Linked DNA regions of Triticum aestivum: region 2 is linked to region 1. A link is a contact called in public Hi-C data. All regions are on one chromosome and are shown on one strand. Each heading gives the region's core, a stretch centred on a gene start, on an enhancer-like site or on the middle of the called end of the contact. The rest is flanking DNA. Distances are from core to core; before and after follow the strand shown.

Evidence for each region. Hi-C and Micro-C count contacts between places; a contact is called where the count stands out from the background.
Region 2: a contact with region 1 is called in a Hi-C map of leaf, with 2.9 times the contacts expected there. The contact joins the promoter of LOC123092990 here to the promoter of LOC123092987 in region 1. A contact is called at or near these places in 2 of 5 Hi-C or Micro-C datasets (leaf and an unstated tissue).

Annotation. Positions count from the first base shown.
Region 1 is chr4B:512,832,039-512,836,618 of IWGSC CS RefSeq v2.1, reverse strand. It overlaps LOC123092987 (protein transport protein Sec61 subunit alpha), which reads left to right and starts at 2,220. Exons shown (of 7, transcript XM_044514860.1): 1 at 2,220-2,392; 2 at 3,305-3,652; 3 at 3,953-4,180; 4 at 4,266-4,580. The coding sequence starts at 3,309.
Region 2 is chr4B:513,163,666-513,168,245 of IWGSC CS RefSeq v2.1, reverse strand. It overlaps LOC123092990 (probable mitochondrial-processing peptidase subunit beta, mitochondrial), which reads left to right and starts at 2,368. Exons shown (of 9, transcript XM_044514863.1): 1 at 2,368-3,152; 2 at 4,356-4,520. The coding sequence starts at 2,484. LOC123092991 (neurofilament heavy polypeptide) reads left to right here. Exons shown (of 8, transcript XM_044514864.1): 5 at 428-526; 6 at 651-805; 7 at 945-1,010; 8 at 1,272-1,726. The coding sequence ends at 1,296.

The DNA.
Region 1 (4,580 bases), core at 971-3,470:
AGGACAGTTTGAACCAACCGAGCCTCGCCACCAACATCCTTGGATCTGGCACCGCTAGCAGCAGGTGATAACCCACAAGTATAGGGGATCGCAACAGTTTTCGAGGGTAGAGTATTCAACCCAAATTTATAGATTTGACACAAGGGGAGCCAAAGAATATTTGCAAGTATTAGCAGCTGAGTTGTCAATTCAACCACACCTGGAGATTAATTATCTGCAGCAAAGTAACCAGTAGCAAAGTGTATGATAGTTTTGATAGTAGTGACAACAGCAATAGTAATAGTAACAATGATAGCAATAATTTTGCAGCAAGTGCAATAGTGACAGTAGCAGTAGCAACTTAGCAGAAACAATATAAGAGAAATTCGTAGGCATTGGATCGGTGAATTCATTGGATGATATTCATCATATAACAATCATAACCTAGGGTGATATGGCACTAGCTCCAGTTCATAAATATAATGTAGGCATGTATTCCGTAAATAGTCATACGTGCTTATGGAAAGAACTTGCATGACATCTTTTGTCCTACCCTCTCGTGACAGTGGGGTCCTATCGGAAACTAAGGGACATTAAGGCCTCCTTTTAATAGAGAACCGGAACAAAGCATTAGCACACGGTGAATACATGAACTCCTCAAACTACGGTCATCACCGGGAAGTGTCCCGACTATTGTCACTCCGGGGTTGCCAGATCATAACACGTAGTAGGTGACTATAACTTGCAAGATCGGATCTAGAACATAGATATAATGACGATAACATAAATGGTTCAGATCTGAAATCATGGCACCCGGGCCCAAAGTGACAAGCATTGAGCATGGCAAAGTCATTGCAGCATCAATCTCAGAATATAATGGATACTAGGGATCAAGCCCTAACAAAACTAACTCGGTTACATGATGAATCTCATCCAACTCCTCACCGACTAGCGAGCCTCCGAAGGAATTACTCACTCCCGGTGGGGGGCATCATGGAATTGCCGATGAAGAAGGGTTGGTGATGACGAAGATCGAAGGTCCCCCCTCTCCGGAGCCCCAAACAGACTCCAGATCTGGCCTCCCAGTGAGAACAGGAGGTGGCGGCGGCTCCATCTCGTGAAACGCAATAATTCTTTCTCTCCTATTTTTTCTGGAAATATGTGATTTTATAGCGTCGATTTCAGGGTCTACGGGGCCACCAGGTGGGGACAACCCACCATGGCACGCCCAGGTGCCCCCTCCGGTGGTTCTTGGCTCCAGAAATTATCTTTATTTGTATAAAAATTCCTTGCAAAGTTTCGTTCCAATCCGAGAACTTTTATTTCCGCACAGAAACACCACCATGTTAATTCTGCTGAAAACAACGTCAGTTCGGGTTAGTTTCATTCAAATCATGCAAATTAGAGTCCAAAACAAGAGGAAAAGCGTTAGGAAAAGTAGATACGACGGAGACGTATCAGCAGGTGACATTGATGAGCGTCAGGTCTGGCGCGGGAGCATGGGAGGGGGGTGAAGGAATCTTGTTGGCGTCAGGCGCACCCTGCAACCCGGGGCAAGGGGAGGACGAGGACATGAAGCGTCCGGCGAAAGCCGACAGGCGACGAGGACGAGGTTGGAGACGGAGCTAGCCGGGGCGCCCCATCGCCATCTTCCTGGGCCGACACGGGCTTCGAATGATGCTCCTCCGGTGGTGGCGAGGTGGTGGTAGTGGTGGCGTGTGTGTGTGCGCGTGCGCACGTGTGTGGTGGGTGGGGGGCGGGGTTGGGAGGGGGTTGTGGTTGGGTTGTGGAGGGGGTTGAGATGAGTGATTTATGCGTGTGCATGTAGAGCAGAATGCGTACGTCATTGGGCTTTCGTCTGGATATATGTACCCCACTTCTATCATTAATGAAGACTACAGTGGATCTTTCATTCATTATGTTATTTACTTTTCACTTCAAACATTTTTTTTGTTATGTTACAAAAGTACAGACAAATGTGCTTAGCCACGTGGAGCACAAAGTCCAGCAGAAACTCTATCCTAACAACTGGGGTCCGGCCGCCACATCATCCCTCAACCGTAAAGCGTGCCTTTTACTCACCCTTGTCCTCGCGGAAGACGCGACAGCGAGCTTTCTGTTAGCACTACTACCTGCTCCACGTCACAGGACCCCATCCGAGGCGTCGGCTCCCGATCCGACGGCTCAGAGGGCCAACGACCCGCTGTCCCGCCTCGTCCCCCCGCCTGCTGCTCCCGTGCTTCTCCCTCTAAAACCCACGCGCTCCTCTTCCTGCACTCTCGTCTCGTGTTCCTCGGCATCTCCCTCCCTCCTTCCTCGGCCTTGGGTCTCACGCCCTCTCGTCAACCGCGGCGGCGGCGGCGGCGGCGAACAGCGTTCCTCTCTCCTCGGCGTCGGGTCTCCCGTCCGCCAGGTAAGGCCGCTTGCTAATGCCTCCTCGCCCTCCCGCTCCCGCCTGGATCTCCAGCAAGCAGTTTCAGAGTTTCAGATTCAGTCGTCGGCTCGTTGCTAGTTAGAATTGTGATTTCGTGGCGATTGGTTTGATTGTTTGCCAGTGCTGGACGCGGCATGACGGGACATGCCGCTGGTTCGGTGGTATGTAAGAATTGCAGAGCCCATATTTGCTAAATTTATCTGGCATCCAGGCTTTTCTCATTCGTCGGGATTCTAGGCTGACGATCATTGCGTGCTAAGTAGTCATCATAACAATATGAGTTGTTAGCCTTCATATTTGTCATTGGTGAAAATTACAGTGGCTAACTACTACTCCCTCCGGCCCTAGTATAAAGTTGTACCGGAGTTGAGACACTTATTTTGGGACGGACGGAGTACTAGTTTTCTCCGACCAATTATCCGGTGCGTGATTCATCTCTGTACGTTACTGAGATGAACAGGAGAACAATTCAGATATTTGCGAATCATATGCTTTATTTCATGCAGATTGGTTCTAGCAAGCGGTTGCTCGTATGATGCAGATCGCTCGCCCAATTATCTGTGATTTAGAATTATGATTATTCGATGTAGCAAACATAGATCCTGCCTGCGCATTTTGAATCAAGACTCCTGTGATGATTTAAACTGAACTCTGTGTTTTACCTTGAATTTTAATCTTACCGTACCCTGAATATATGTTACAATGTTGGTAGCTTCACTTGTGTTCCAGTCAAATAGACTCTTCTTAACTTAATCATAATCAATTGTTGCCTGTGATGCTATATTAGTTCTACCAAGTTGAGGGTTTCATTAAGTTTCCCAGATTACTTTGTACTTCAGTTTTCTGTTTGCATTGAGAAATGTTGATTTATTTTTCTTTTCCTCAACACAGGACCATGGCTGGCGGTTTTAGAGTGCTGCATCTTGTCAGGCCCTTTCTGGGTTTCTTACCGGAAGTACAGAGTGCTGATAGGAGAATTCCTTTCAGAGAAAAACTCATCTACACTGTTATTTCCCTCTTCATTTTCCTAGTGTGCAGCCAGCTCCCGCTCTATGGCATCCATTCAACTACTGGAGCTGACCCTTTCTACTGGTTGCGTGCTATTCTTGCATCAAACCGTGGTACTGTTATGGAGCTGGGTATCACTCCAATTGTGACATCTGGAATGGTGATGCAACTTCTGGTAGGATCAAAGATCATTGAAGTTGACAACAGTGTGAGAGAGGATCGTGCACTTCTGTAAGTACTAAAATGGCAAAATCTCCTTGTTGTATACTCCCTCCATCCCAAAATACTTGTCGGAGAAATGATTAAAAATAGATGTATCTACAACTAAAATACATCTAGATACATCCACTTGTCCGACAAGTATTTCCGGACGGAGGGAGTACTATTCATTGATTATGTTTCCATAATCTGATCAGTACAAAGTCTAACATCTATTCAAGGAATAACCAGTGGAACTAATTCAAGATTCCTCACTCTTATTTCCTGTATCCGATGTTGGTCTTCTTATGCATGGTACCTTTTCTTACTCAGGAATGGTGCACAAAAGTTGCTTGGTATCCTGATTGCTATTGGAGAAGCTGTGGCATATGTCTTGTCTGGAATGTATGGCAGTGTAAGCCAACTAGGAACAGGGAATGCTATTCTCATTATACTTCAGCTTTTCTTTGCTGGCATCATTGTCATCTGTCTGGATGAACTTCTCCAGAAAGGATATGGTTTGGGTTCTGGCATCTCTCTATTCATCGCTACCAACATCTGGTAACCTTACTGAGTTTTATTTCTCTTCGGTCATTAAAATATTGCTCTGTGATTCCTTGGCTCATGGTAAACTTTTGTCATACAGTGAGAATATCATCTGGAAGGCGTTTAGCCCCACAACCATCAACAGCGGACGTGGTGCTGAATTTGAAGGGGCTGTCATTGGATTGTTCCATCTGTTGATTACCAGAACTGACAAAGTCCGTGCCCTACGGGAGGCTTTCTACCGCCAGAATCTTCCAAACGTGACCAACTTACTTGCTACTGTCCTGGTCTTCCTCATTGTTATCTATTTCCAAGGCTTCCGTGTTGTGCTTCCAGTGAGATCAAGGAATGCCCGTGGGCAGCAGGGTTCATATCCAATTAAACTGTTTTACACATCAAATATGCCCATCATTCT
Region 2 (4,580 bases), core at 1,119-3,618, 330 kb before region 1:
TTAGGAAGATAAATAACAACATACTAGTTCTTGGAGATGAATAGCAAAAATGACATATTGTCAAAATTATATATAACATATTTGAAGAATGCTGATTTTCTTTGGAATATAATTGACGAGGAAGATAAATGTGTGTTACTTCCAAATCGAAGCTTGTTGTTTGTGCATGCTGTGACTGTTCTTATGGCATCGTACTAGTTCTTGGAGTTGAATATAAAATATGACATAATGTCAAAATTATATAAAATATTTGAAGAATGCTGACTTCCTTTGGTGCATGCTGATAACTATCAGGTTGTTCTCCTGATTGTTATTGAATTTATTTTCATAACTTTTGTACCTGGTTCTCTTGGGAATCACTATGATGGTTGATAAGTTTTCAGTTAACAAGTGTATTGTTTTAACTTTGAACCTCTATTTTCACTAGTGCTTGATTAAGCCACCAGTCAAGGAAAGAACAGAGCCAGTCGACCTTGTTCTACATAGTGATGTGCGCGCAGTTGAACGTGCTGAATTTGATCAATATGTAAGCCTCCTTACAAGTTCACTGTACATTGTACATCGCACATGGTTTGAACTTTGAAGTCTTATTTCAGTGGTACCAGTGTGAGCCTTTTACACTCTATTAACTATGCCTGTTTGAGATTTAGGTGTCAGAGAAGACCAAGTTCGGTGAGGAATTAAGATTGGAGCGGGAACGTCAACAAAAGTTAGAGGAGGAAGAAATGATAAGACAGCTGAGGAAAGAGCTTGTTCCTAAAGCACAGCCAATGCCGTATTTTGATCGGCCATTCATCCCCAAAAAGTGAACACCTGTTCTTTAATGAAACTTGTATAGATGATATTTCAATTTCACTAATTGTTGCAATAATGATCCGATATTACCTTTCACTAGTTGTCCCTTTACAAGTAACTAACATTTCTTTCTGTCGTGCTTTTTTAAGGTCATCAAAGACAATAACAATTCCGAAGGAGCCAAACTTTCATCTCCGGCCTGAAAGGTTATCATGGTGAGTTTTTACAGTTCAAGACTGCATGAACAAACACTATAATTTGTGGCAGTTGACTGCCAATGGATTCATCTTTACAGTTCAAGAGTGACTGAACAAACACTATAATTTTTAACAATTAAACAACCAATGAATTCATCTTTCACCATGGGTTATGATTGAAAACAATGCATGTTGTGTCATGTTATTCTCTATTCTCTATACAAAGCATGCTCACCATGCTGGGTTATGTGAATTATGGCTGACAGTTACTATCGACAGCGATGCATGGTCACTGGAAAGCTGAAGACATGGCCCCGCAAGCAACATGAATGTCAGCTGCATCTAGCAAGAGCCGCAGAGCAGCATCATCAACACGCATGATTTAGATGCTCCTCATTCTTTCAAGTGCCTAGCTTCTTCTTAACGTCTCCATGCGCAACGAGACTCGGTCTTTGTGGCTTGGGTGATCTCCAACTTCTGTTCTGTGTACATGCGTTTATGCATATCGATAGCTCTGTGCTTCAGATGCATCCTCCACCTCCAGGGTTAAAACAGCTTGTTGTACAAGAGACCGCAGATGGGAAATTCAAGGATGAATTTCTGTGGTCTTGTATTCCTAAGTTGATTGCCAAAAACCCCGAAATACCAATGTGTTGATATATATGTGGATTTTGAAAAAAAATCTCTATTTTCTACTCCCTCCGTCCCATAATATAAGAACATTTTTTACACTAGTAGCTCTTGCTGAATTTACTGTCAGTAATGTCTGAACTGAAAATAGTTCTGTGGCAAACTGAAGTGCGTATGGAATGGAATATGGATCAAGCTTGTCATGTGGCTTACAGTAACTGTTATGCTAAAGGAACACCGAATCCCTTAGAAACTGAGATGGGATGACATTTATAGAGCTTCACGCTGAAGTTAATAATTAGTCAGAAAACTCTTCGATTGCATCAACTATGTGTGCGTATCATCTTGCAAATGGTCATTTTACGAAGTTCTGAAACCAAGCCAGAGTGGGAAATGTGACTTCTCTCTCCGCGGGACTGAGACGAGTGCTCAACGAGATTCTTTTTTTGTTGCAAAAAAAACGAGATTCTTTTTTTTAAGGCAGAGAAAATCGCTTTAAACACAACGAAAAATACATTTATTTTTTCTGGGTCAGATTCGGCCCAAACCAAGTCTCTGGGCTAGAATGCAAAATGCTTGTGCTGTGAACATTTCAGTGGCAACCCACGAAGACCCAGTAATCCCACACCCAACCACTTTCTTAGAAACAAGCGCATTCCCTCACCGACATGTGGGTCCTCCGCAAGCCAAGCTACGGGCACCCAGCGCTTCTCCCCCACTTGGCAGGCTCCCTCCACGCCACTTCTCTATTTCTCCCCCCATCTCTTCCTCCTCCCCGATCCATCCGACCGCAACAAACCCTAGCACCGCCAGATCTCCACCTCCGCCGCCGCCGGAGAGGCCACCCAACAGATCTCCCCGATGGCGTTCCGCCGACTCCTCTCGGCCGCAGTGCGCCGCCGCTCCGCCGCGGCGGCGGCGGCGGCCGGGAACGCGCGCGAGGCCTCCACGGCTGTCGCCGCGGGCCCCGGCGCCATCGCCCCCGACGCGCCCGCCGTCCACGCCCCGGTGATGGCGTACGACCGGATCGCCGACGCTGTCAACGCGCGCGTCCGCCGCCTCGAGCACCCGGACCCCCGCTTCCTCCGCTACGCCAACCCCGTCCCCGCGCACGTCGACCACACCGCCATCCTCGAGGCGCCGGAGACCAAGGTCACCACGCTCGACAACGGCCTGCGCGTCGCCACCGAGTCCTCTCTCTCCTCGCGCACGGCCACCGTTGGTGTCTGGATCGACGCCGGGAGCAGGTACGAGACGGAGGAGGCGGCCGGGGTCGCCCATTTCGTGGAGCACATGCTGTTCAAGGGCACGGGGACGCGCAGCGCCGGGCAGCTCGAGCAGGAGATCGAGGACATGGGCGGCCACCTCAACGCCTACACCTCGCGGGAGCAGACCACCTACTACGCCAAGGTGCTCGACAAGGACGTGCCACGTGCCATGAATGTTCTCGCGGACATTTTGCAGGACTCTAAGCTCGAGGACAACCGCATTGAACGCGAGCGCAGTGTCATTCTCCGAGAGATGGAGGAGGTTAGTTTCCTGATGCGTATATGTTTGCTTGAGTTAATCACTCCTTTCCACTGCAATAAGGATCTGTTTAGGTGATTTGACGGACAATTTCTTAAACTACCTTAGGTTGATTGCATCATGCCTTCTCTAGTGTTTATTAATATGCATTTCTTGTTTATTGTGATGTTTTTAACCAATCCATATAGAATTCTCTGAGATGATAAGGACTAACTTACAGAGACTTGATTTCTTAGTGTTAGGAATTGTTATGAACTGCTATATGTAAGACGACAGCTGTAAAATGGGCATTTGCTATCAAACTAGTTGGAACGAATACAGATATCAATTTAAGAAAAGAAAAACATGTAACGGTTTGCATTTTTTTTGAACTTACATTTGCCCAATAGGTCCTCACAGAAAATAAGAACTGATCAAAGGCCTAATTTCTTAGTATGTGACATTGTTCTAATTGTATCAAGCTGCTTTAGACTTAGATCTTAGAAGGGAAGGCAACATTGGCATTTGATATCAAACTGTCCCAAATCAATCTGGTTAGGAGTTCGGAGCAAAAATGAATATTGTATGCCTGTGAAAAAAATCTTATGAATTTGCTGAGAAGATTATTCAAGTAGAGTAGAATGTTGCTCGACCATAATGAGTTTAAATCATGGTTTTCGAGTCGCGACTCATGCGAGTCGCTCTGGGGCAGCGACTCGGAAGAAGTCGAGCCTGCGTTGTGACTAGTCGCGACTCTCGAGTCGACACTAAGCTGAGTCGACCATATTTTTCTGACTAATAGACTAGTCGTCGACTAGTCGTGACTAGTCGAGCGACTCAAAATCCATGGTTTAAATGGACCAACCTGCAAGGTTAATCATGCATCCAATAGATGCTTCTCTCAGAAAGAAAAAAGTACTCCCTTTGTCACATAATATAAGAACGTTTTTCAAGTTTTGTTAGTTTTGAAAAATGTTCTTATATTATGGGACGGAGGGAGTACCTAATATGGATGGAAATAACTTAACTCAATCTTTGGGTTTTATGAGCATACAAGTTTCATGTTCGGCTCTATTATTTACAGACTTCATTTTGGATTCAGTAAGTTGTTATTAGTCGTGTCAAGCTGCAACCCGGACGTGCAACATTTCTGAGATGCTACTACTATATGTCTTGCTGTGTTTTCTTGAGCTCACTTTTTTTTTCTGACTCTCCTATGTTATGTAGGTTCAGGGACAGTCGGAGGAAGTTATATTCGATCATCTCCATGCAACTGCATTCCAGTATACTTCTCTTGGCAGGCCAATCTTGGGTTCTGCTGATAATGTCAAGTCTATCACCAAAAAGAATCTCATAGACTACATTCAAAAGCATTACACGGCTTCTAGAATGGTACTTGAGATTAAAAATTATGTGTCCGTAATACATTTGGATATCTATCATTTTGTCGTA